Linked DNA regions of Xenopus tropicalis: region 2 is linked to region 1. A link is a contact called in public Hi-C data. All regions are on one chromosome and are shown on one strand. Each heading gives the region's core, a stretch centred on a gene start, on an enhancer-like site or on the middle of the called end of the contact. The rest is flanking DNA. Distances are from core to core; before and after follow the strand shown.

Region 1 (5,410 bases), core at 1,276-3,775:
TACAGAAGGATGCAGCCTCCAGTATGCAGAGTTTCTTTTTTAGCTTAACCCTGAAACATAAAGAGGAAGCTTAAGCAAACCATAGCCCCCCCCCCCGCCGCCCAAATTGGTTCCTGATTTTACAATTAATTTTCATTTCTTAGTCTGGTTAATAATTTTTACACCCAAGCTCTTTTTCTGCCAAAGATATAGAGTCCCTGTTGCTTGAAGAGGCCAGCAATTAAAATACCAGGCATATTTGTGCTGCTGCCTTGCCTTAGGAGAGATTGGACTATAACATATTACTGCACTAAATGCTGCATTTCCTTGTGGTCTTCACTGAACACATAACTCAAACTGATGGCACAGTGGAAAAAAAAAAAAAAAAATCAATGGTTACTTTTTTTCCGCCTAGAATTAAACAACTGTTTTGCTGTTGAAGGAGAATCTGGAGGGGGGGGAAATGCATTTTATTGATCCTGAGGGAGGAGGGGGATAAAAAAAAAAAAAAAAAAAAAAAAAGCATTGATTGTGATGCTGTTAAACTTTAATATTGCAAAGAATTTAAATACCCCATTATGTTGATGAGCACAGAGACCCAGGGAAGAGCTCTGTATTAGTTTTAAAGGTCTCTGAAGGCTTCGGGAAAACATGACTTGGCTCCGAGCCAATCTCTAAAATGCCTGAAGGAAACTACTTAGATCAATTTCAATCACACTCTGAAGATCTCTGCCCTTTTGATGGAGGGGGGAATACAATTAACCAGGAATGTGAAGGTTGTAACACATTAGTGTTTGGCTCACCAAACCAAACCAACCCCCCCCCCCTTGCCTGCCCCCAAACAAACAGCCAGACATTTGATCTCTTAATTCGTTTTGTTAAAGCGTAAACATCTGTAAATGGGGGAACAAGGACAAACATAAGTCACTTCTTCTAAAATAAAAAAAGAAACAATGGGCAAATCCAATCGGCACCTTTTGACACGATGATCTCAGAATAAAGGGCTTTTATTGTTTGGGGGAAAGGAATACAATGGGGGCAGACTACAATGGATATTTTGAAAGAATAAGGGCAATTAGACGCTGTCACGTTTCATTCTCAGCAACATTCATATTCCCCCCCAATGAAATTTTCCATGTTTTCACCCAATCTTGGTTTTTGTTTTATAATAAAATAAGGTAACAATCTAAAATAGAGCAAAAAAGGGAAATAAAATGGCTGTTTGATGAGCAAGTAATGACAGGGATAAGTTGACAGACGCTGGAGGCTTGGATGACAAGACCCAGCTGTGGAGTTTGGACTGGCTGCAAGATTCATGTTGGTGCCAAAAATGGTTTGCAGGGTTAGTGAAACCCAAGCTAGGCTGGATGGGAAGGCGCTTCTAACTGTCACCGGGGGGGGGGCCTGGCTAGCAACAGTTAACGAGTCTCCTACACCGTGCAGCTCTTCCTTTTTCCTGAAATGGAACCATCACTTGTGCGTGACCATTTGAATGCCAATAGGGATGCGCAATGCGTTGGGCACCAGTCTGGTATGCATAAGGTTAAGCCGACGGGAATCCAGCTCTTGTTCTACGCAGTGGTTGCTGATTTCCCCCTGTAACTAAGGCACTGCTTTCTACATGCCCATCTGGCTGCCAACGAAGATGCCCAGGGCACTGGCCAGTCCGGTAGGTTTATGGTTAATGGTTTATGGTTAGAGCCGCAAACATTTTCAGTCTCGTTACATTGGCACATGTTGGTAAATCAGACGAGCGTACCATTCAAACTGTCAGCCTTGCACGGCTCTAAAGCAGCAGTAATAAAATATATATTTATATACATTATTATTTTTGCAGGGGCAGGCATTTAGGATAAATAGTCATATCCAAGTAGCAAAGGAAAATAAATAAATAAAAGAACTCCCAGTACCCCCGGTGAGCCTCTAGCTGTCAGTTGCAAGCTGAAGGCACAGCTGCAGGTTGGCAGTCACTAAGGCTGCACTTAGCCTTTATCTTGGTGCTTTTAGGGTTGAGATTTATAAAAAATGAGCTGAATAGATATATTTTTTTTTAATGGGGGGGGTAATAGAAATAAATGACACTTAGGCATGCAATAATAATAATAATGCAATGCACTGGCTCTAATACCCCCCTATGGAGGTGACAGTTGTGGGCAATGAATGAAACAGACACATAGGAAATAAATGTGTTGATTTACCTGTTGCCAATATTCCTCCAGGGAAGGTAAAGCAGAGAAATAGCCAGTGTCATGCACAATCTGCAGCTCCTGGAAAATGCTGCACATGGGGAGAACATCCATGGTCAACAGGAAGCGCAACTAAATCGCTACAGACAGGGAGAAATCGGGCAAACGCAAGCGACAGAGGTGAGAGATGCTCCAAACCAATAGGATCCCCCAAGGGTGGAAAAGCACAATCAATCCGTCCCGGAATGGGATGATAACTCCACAGTTTCATGCAAAGGTCATTGCATAGCAATTGAAATAATCATATAAACAGAAGCCCCACGCCGCCCAGCAGGCTGGATCCCCCCTCGGAGCAGAGGAGCTTGCTCAGTGCTGACAATATTTGCAAACACTGGAAATGTAAAACCTCTGCAAAACTTCCCTATTCAAACCTCCAAGCCTGCCTCCTCCCCCACGTGATCCTCATTACGCCGGCTCAGTCGGGGCGGCCAATCAGGCGCAGGTTGGGGTCGAAGCGCTTCTATGATGTCAGCTGCGTCCAATCGGCGAACGCGGGGCATCGGGGCATGCCTCTGGCGTGACGAAATCCGTCCGTGACAGCCGCGGTGATTGGTTCGATTCGAAAATTCAGCCCCCTCCCCTCGGGTAGCTGGTGGGACGGACCAGCTATTTTTAGATGGGTATATAAGGCAAGGACTACACGGCGGTTCGGTACAGTGCGGTCTGTGGCCGCTCGGAGCGCATGTGAGCAGTAGCACTGCTGCGCTTCTTGTAGCGCTCTCTGACTGAAATATTATTTGTACGGGCAATGATAAGCTCTTAATGTGCGTTGAAATTACAGTGTGGGCTCACTTATAGCGCTAGAGCCTATACTTGACATTAAAATAAGTTCAAAACTATCACAAGTAGTGTGTCGGTAGTTACTTTGACGCTGGCGAGAGCCATTTTATCTCGTTTATACGCATATTGGGTTCCCGAGCTGTAATTCTGTTTTGGTGTATGGGGTGCTGGTGACTGCAGCTGAAAAAGCAATAAAAAATTGTATATAAGTTCTACTCATGTGACAGGGTTTGATTTACGGGCATAGGTTATAAATTGCCTAAGTGCTGTTGCCAGTAGCAACCAGTAAGCTTCCAAAGGGCTACTACAAATAAAAATAAAACAAATATTCTGATTCCTTAGCCTTGGAGAACAGTATAGACCTGTGTGATTAGTATAGTTTGTTATGTGTGTTGACATATATAATATTTGGTTTGATTTGTATTTGTTTTATTTGCATGCCTGACTTCCTGGTCAAGAGAAGCATAATTTGCGATTATAGGCAAAATGTATGTATGTATGTATGTATGTATGTATAACTTTATTTATAAAGCGCCACAAGGGTACGCAGCGCTGTACAATCTTACAGAATACACAATTACACACAGGGAGGACAAGTGATATAATAAATAAATATATATAAATACACAGGGAGTAAGTGCCATGAGGTATGAGACACAGTAGGAAGGAGGTCCCTGCCCCGTAGAGCTTACAATCTAAGTAAAAAACAAGGTTATAAGTATCGGCTTTCTTCCAAAATGGTAAATGGATGATGGTGTTGGCTGCTGGAGGATTATGGGACATGTAGTTCAGGAACAGCTCAATGGCTACAGACAAAAGACTTGAGTATTTTTTTTCATGTAAATAATACCAATTGCTGACTTGTTTGGCTATGTTATTTACCCCCCTCTCCCTGTTTTACTAGCAGGTATCCTAGGAACTGGCTCATTATATCCGAAAACCCAGGGCAGCCCCATCTCCAGGCTTCCCTGCAATGTATGTGAAAGGTCAGTGGAAGAGAAGCAGCTTCAGACTGGCATGTTGGAGCTGTCTGTGTCAGCAACAGCACATTGCCCTTTGGCAGAGTCCATTAACCGAAAATGCAGTGACATATCCTCATTACCCCAGCCATATTCCTCTTACTGTCACTGACAGCAACTGGAATTTGCTCTTCTGCATTAGCCTATTTCCTGCAAAGCCAATGGATTCCTGGCTAGGGGCCCTATTAATCTCCATGAGGAGTGCAGCTTACCTTGTAAATGCAATGAGTATTTCAGGTACTTTTTGTTTGCTCCCATAAATAATTCAGGGTGAGTAATCATGGGGAATCCTTTCAGTTTTGCACACTTTAAACAGCCAGCCCTGGTGAATAACATTACACTTTGTAGTGGTTTAGGAAGTTCCTTTTATTTGTTTTATGATACTGTTAAAAATATACAGCTTGCACTTCAGAGAGCCTGTTCCGGCATGTATGTATATTTGTATTTATACAGTGCTTCTAGAATACATTTCAAACAATACATCAGCAGAGCCGACACGGCAAACAGAACATAAATAGTACATTTCGACAGATATAGTTAAGATTAAATGGGAAGTGTTAGATATAGATGGAGGGAGGTCTGTTCCCCATAGAGCTTACAGTCTAAGTATGGTAAGGACTGACTGTACAGTAATTTGCTGGTATCACAGCTCATTTTGCAGTACCGGCCTCGGTGGCATGCAGTGAATTAAAAAGAAATGCAAGCCTTTGCAGTGCCCACAATCCCCCCCTCTCCCTGTATCCTTTGCAAAGATTTAAAATGGAGTTTCGGTTGTTTACCACTTTTTCTGTTCAGTATCATTCACTCCAGTAGGGGGAGGAGTCGTCAGCCCGACACACTCCTCCTCCTCCTGACCCCCCCTCCTTCTCTTCTCTTTGGAAATGTACTGAAGTTTATTGCTTGAACTGCCAGGATCTCAGAAATCCTAGTTCCCCTTTTGGTCATATCTGCTGCTCTCTGAACTCCCATCCCCCTGTGTATTTTATAGGCACAGAACCACCAGTTTAATATATGTTTATAGAAGAGAAATCAACGTTTTCAGCATGTCAACATATTTATATAGTTACACACATGACTAGAAAATCTCTGCATCTAGCCTGACTAGGAGATCAAGGAGCTCCCTTGACAAAGGCGTTTGAGCCGAAACGTTGGGGTATTCTCTCATCCAGAGTATGTGCCTTCATATCCTCTTTTTTTTTTTTTCAATCAAATTGCGGGGTGGTATGTATGTACTTGTTTCTTGATGGATATATATTGTTAAAGTATAAAAACTTTTTAACGTCATGGTTTTGATGAATAAAATGTTTTTTTTTAACTATACCACCCTAAGGAAGTTTTTTCTGGTGTGCAGGGTTTATATGGGGTTTTACTGACTTAAGGAATAAA
Region 2 (5,410 bases), core at 824-3,323, 100 kb after region 1:
AGCAAGACAAAGGGAAAGCATTACATGGAAGATATCCCTTAAAAAAATACAAGGGGGGATGCAACTACTGCTCATAATTATATGCCCACCGTTTTAATTAGTCTGATATTGCCCACTCGTAGGTGGGCATATCGTGAAAAGATCTGCTTGTTTGGCAACCTCGCTCGATCTTAAGGTGGCCACATATGTGGCGATGGTCACACGAAAGATCATACAATCAGCCACAAACCATTCAGGGCTGAAACGGCAGATAAGGAGGTAGAAACAATAGGATTTCTACCTCCTTCTGCCGATTCAGCCCTGAAGGCAGATTTTGGTCAGGCGCCTTCTATAGCGCCCAATCAAAATCTTTTAACTGGCTCGATCAGCGAGTCAACCGATATCAGCAGGTTCCTGCGATATCGGTCGACTCGCCAACTTGCCATACACGCACCGAATATCGTACGAAACGAGGTTTCTTACGATATTATCAGTGTGTGTATGGCCAGCTTTTTGTGTATGGCCACTTTAACAGTCCCAGCCCTAGTAGAGCATACAATACACAATCTAGGGTCCTTTGTTCCTATATATTCCTTATCTTTGCTCAAAACCCATCTGTCAATCTACTGTATACAAGTATAATAATCCTGTCAAGCTACCAGCATGGTGGTGGGGCTTTGGGAAACAATCAAAGGTCTAATGTAACATAGAATTTGAAAAATAAATGTACCAAAGTTTGAGAGATGGTCTGTTGAATCTCTCTTTTCTATAACATATATGCCCATTAGGTCAGGCACTATGGATAAAATTAATTAAAGTGCACAACCATGTGTGGGAACATGTGGCCTTGAGCTCTGGTTCTTTTGGTAATTATGTTTGAGTTTAAATCAAATAGGAAGGTTTAACTAATTTACTGATTTCTACTTATATTGTGCCTATAATCACAACCTAGCGCTGCTTGAGAGGCCTGGGGCTGAAACCCGCAGAGAATAGATTGTTGCATTTAGATCATTCCTGTGGCTATGAGGTGTTCACTATGAAGAATGTGTTTACATTTCCATCTTTGCAAGTTTTAATCTGTCCCACTGACCCCAGATAACTCTTCAATTACCCACGGAATAAGCTGCTGTCTTTGAACACTGAGTCTTTTGGTTGTATAAATTGCAAATGCGTCTGCAATTTTGCTATTTGTTGATTTTTAAAAAAAAATATTATTTGAAAAATGAGTAAAGATAGCGAAATGTACCACTGAATCTTATATATTTAAATAAAAATGTTAACTAATAGTTTATATTTATAAAGCTGTGCCAAAAAGTGGGAAAATACTCTGATTTATATTGTCACTTATGCAACATTACACCATACAAATCCACTTTATAATGATTTTTATGCTAACGTGTTGGCATGGGTGACATATTGCCATTGGCGGTAGCTTAATAAATTCACTGCTGTTTTTTAAACAAAATTTTACACCGCTTTTCCAGACAGAAACTCTTTCCAACCTGAATTTGTCCCATTGACTTGATTGGGTTCTGCAAGGTCTAAAAGGTGACACAAAATAATTGTGTATTTTTAGTTAGTCTGCCACAACAACAACAGCAAAACACCTCTTAGTACGCCAATTAGCTCTTTACACCATTTATTTTACAAACAAACTTTACACTGTTTTGACATAAAACATTGGGGCATATTTATTATGCTGTGTAAAAAACGGCGAGAAAATTCGCCACACATTAAAAATGGCGTAAAACGGCGTAAATTTTTACGCGTTTTTTCTTCCACCGGAACTTAGCGCGTAATATCCGGCGTTCAGACGGCGATCTTTTCCATTTATTTTACACAGCTTTTTACTCCGTTTTTTCGGCAAATTAGTTTTACACAGCATAATAAATACGCGCCATTGTGTATACCTTATAAATGCCCCTAATTATCTATAATATTCAAGGCATAACAAGAATTGTTGCATTTTATTATAACAACAACAACAACAATCCAATGCAATCGTAGCAACAACCACTCCCACTGATTTGACCTATGCCATAGAACCACACTTCTATTGTTGGCTCCCAGTAATGCCGTTTTCTAGACAAGGGATTCCCTGTCAGGGTGGAAGATTGGGGCAATTGTTGTCTTTGTCCTTAGGCTTATTGAGGGCTAATGACTGAATCATTAGGAAAGCTGGAGTCAAGCAGCAAAACCTGCAACAAGCAACAATTTAGTATTTACAAAATACCTTGTGGTATGCAACAAAACAACGTCATAGTCAAGAGAACATTTTGTTAACTCAACCTGTGTGATGCGTTTCCAAGCTGAACCCAAGCACTGCTTGTTTTGAGATGGAAAAAGAGATCTCATACAGAATATGAGCTTCTTTGTTAAAAACAACCAATACAGAACAGTTTTGCCTGAAATTCAACATCTCAACCTAGTTAAAGAAGAATAGCAAACTAAGGGCTGCCATTATCAAGCCATGCTTGAACAACAGGGTCCTAACTGGTTTCCATCATGGCAACAAGACCAATTTAAGTTTATGCTAGAGCAGGGGTACCCAACTGTTTTTACCCATGAACCATATTTAAATGTAAAAATAACTGGGTAGCAACACAAGCATGAGAAATGTACCCGGGGGTTACAAATAGGGGCTGTAATTGGCGATTTGGTAGCCCCTATATGGACTGGCAGCCTACAGGAGGCGCTGTTTTGCAGTACCTTTGGTTTTTATGCAACCAAAACTTGACCCCAAGCCAGAGATTTACAAATCAGCTCCTTTCTTGAGGCCACTGGGAGCAACATCCAAGGGGTTGGAGAGCAACATGTTGCTCCTGAGCCGCTGGTTGGGGATCACTGCACTAGAGCAACTCGTTCCTTAATCCTCACCGCCAGACGTGCAAAGCCTGAACTACCTGAAGTACAACTCTTTGCCATAACCTTGTTATATCTTGTGAAAATATTTAGCTTTTCTTTGCATTCTGTAGAGGGAGCATTTCTCTGTGTTGGGTTTTCTACTATGTTTATATAGTTTTGCTGTTTGGAGTAAAGGGACACCATTTTCAAGGAAAAAATGTTTTTTTGGATGTATGTATGTATGTGTTTTGAGTGTTTTACCATTTCATTCGAATCCCACAAGTCCTGCCATGTTAAGGTCCTAACTTGGAAAGATCCAAAATCTCTGTTAGACCACTGCAGAATGTGACACCTAATTAGAAGATAGAGCAAAATTTCTACAAAACAAAGATGTATAAATTCCATACATAATAATTTCAAATATTGTAGCTTAAGATATGTTCTCCAAATTAATTTATATTATAGTTATTATTTTTCTATGATCAGAAAATAAAAACTAATTTTCAAAGAGCCCGCTGTAGACTGATTGATTCTTATCTATAACAATTTTTGGATTTATCTTGACCTAACTCACAACAACGTAGTAGGAAAGTAGAAATTCAGTATCCCAGACTGTTTTGGAATGGCCAAACCTGACCTGAGGGCTACAACAGTAACACGTATCAATATGAATCAATATTTGCCAAATCGATTAAAGAAGCCTATAGTGTATCTACTGTAAGCTCAATATTTTTCGATTTTTCATGAGTCCTAACATGTTTCCCAGATGGAACTTGGCTATATCTGCCTCCATGTTTGAATGTATAATATAGATGAAAATTGCATCCTTTGCACTTCTTATTGGAGATAAGCTGTAATTGAGCCTAGAGATGATAAGACTATGGCATATATTTTGTGACTGCTATTCTAATGTATATAGCTGCTATTAAGTTGTCTAGACTGTTAATGCAAGATACTATGTGCAGTGCTTTAGTAATTCATGTTTCCTTTTTGGATTGGTCTAATGGAAGTACAAAGAGGTTATTACTTTTTTTTCCCAACACCTCAAGCTTTTTTTTGGCAAGCTATAGCCTTCCTTTGTACTCTCTATAGTCCTCCAGTAGTGACGCGTGGTGGAACCTACTGGACTATAAGGAATCGTGTTATATAATTTGTTCATAGGTAGCTGAAAGCAGATGGTAATGGCAAATGAATCGTCCCAACAAGATGTTTACATGTAGTGGCCCTGCAGTATGCAGTCATAGAAAGGTGCTATGCCCCCAAATTTGCAGCAACATTTCTAAGCATTTCTGGACATTATAGAGACCAGTTATTGCTTTCCAAACAACATGTTTGTGGTGGCTTTTCTTGCTACTCTTACATCTTAACCCAGGGGTCCCCAACCTTTGTTACTCATGGACTTGGACAGCAACACAAGCATCATAGAAGTTCATGGTGCCAAGAAGGGCTAAGATTGGCTATTAGGCAGCCTCTATGCACACTATCAGCTTACAGGGGCTTTATTTGGTAGGAAATCTTGTTTTTATTCAACCAAAACTTCAAGAATTTAAAAATCACTACCTGGTTTGGGGGCACTGAGAGCAACATCCATGGGGTGGGGGAGCAACATGTTGCCCCCGAGCCACTGGTTGCGTATCACTGTCTTAATCGGTTGTTCCATGAAAAGATATTGCTTGTTACAGTAGAAGGAAAGGTAGTCACTGGGGAGAAGGGGAGGCAAATGTCAAGCACCCCCAGTGATTGTAATCCTGATACCCCAGCTGTGCTCCTGTTAGAAGAAAACTGCACCACCCTGGGGTACCTGCGAGCAAACGATCCTCTTCATTTTGGCACCCTCCCCCCAGTGATTGAACTTTACCTTCTCCTATAAGTTCAAGAAAGTGTTCGGCCATTTTTCATTGTTTCAGTGCCTTGTCAAAAGGCTTGTGAATGCTCCTCCTCGCCAGAATTAAGAATTAAGACGTCTCCAATCTTTTATTTGCATTGTTCATAATAAGATTACTAGACTAAGTAAATTCTTCACTGCCATAACAGTGATGGAACAGAATGAGGAATGCCATCCTCCATAACCTGGAATAAAATCTTAACACGGATTTGGGTCATAAACTCTGCAGTGCACTTTCTTCCAAATATGTAATATTATACTTCATCTATCAGCTTTGATTACTGTGAGCCAGAAATCCAAAGGAACGAATCCAAAGCAATATGCTGCCTCTCTGGCAGCTTTACATGGGCAGTCAAGGACTCTTCGAAGTATCTGTACTTGACCGATCCCTCTCAAATCTGCATTAAAGAACTAGGGCTTGTTCTAATGATAATTGTTCTGCATTCTTACGGAATAATTACAATTGCTTCACTAACATTCTTTTGTATAAAAGGCAAATCTCACTGGAAGCCGCATTGAAAATGGCTGTTCATAATGCTTTCTGTAGTTATCTTGTGGGAAAGGAAATGCATTTTAAAGCCAGAAAAAGAGAGAGAGAGGGGGGATTGTTTTCCTTCCCAGCATCTCAGCAGGAATCCAAAGAGGATGAATACAACATGCTCGCCCACATTTAGGTCACTAGGGCACAGTTTCAACAACAGT

Evidence for each region. Hi-C and Micro-C count contacts between places; a contact is called where the count stands out from the background.
Region 2: a contact with region 1 is called in a Hi-C map of neurula embryo, with 2.2 times the contacts expected there. The contact joins the enhancer-like site here to the promoter of klf6 in region 1. A contact is called at or near these places in 3 of 5 Hi-C or Micro-C datasets (brain, neurula embryo and tailbud embryo).

What each region holds. Positions count from the first base shown.
Region 1 is chr6:20,641,734-20,647,143 of UCB_Xtro_10.0, forward strand. klf6 (Kruppel-like factor 6) reads right to left here and starts at 2,526. Exons shown (of 4, transcript NM_001007505.1): 1 at 2,178-2,526. The coding sequence starts at 2,279.
Region 2 is chr6:20,742,153-20,747,562 of UCB_Xtro_10.0, forward strand. No RefSeq gene overlaps it. Among named protein-coding and RNA genes, the nearest start is that of klf6, 100 kb to the left of the region's middle. Within about 2 kb of position 2,074, at least 2 of the 11 cell types and tissues checked have an H3K27ac peak or open chromatin away from gene starts, as enhancers often do. A contact at or near this core is called in neurula embryo, where this site is marked.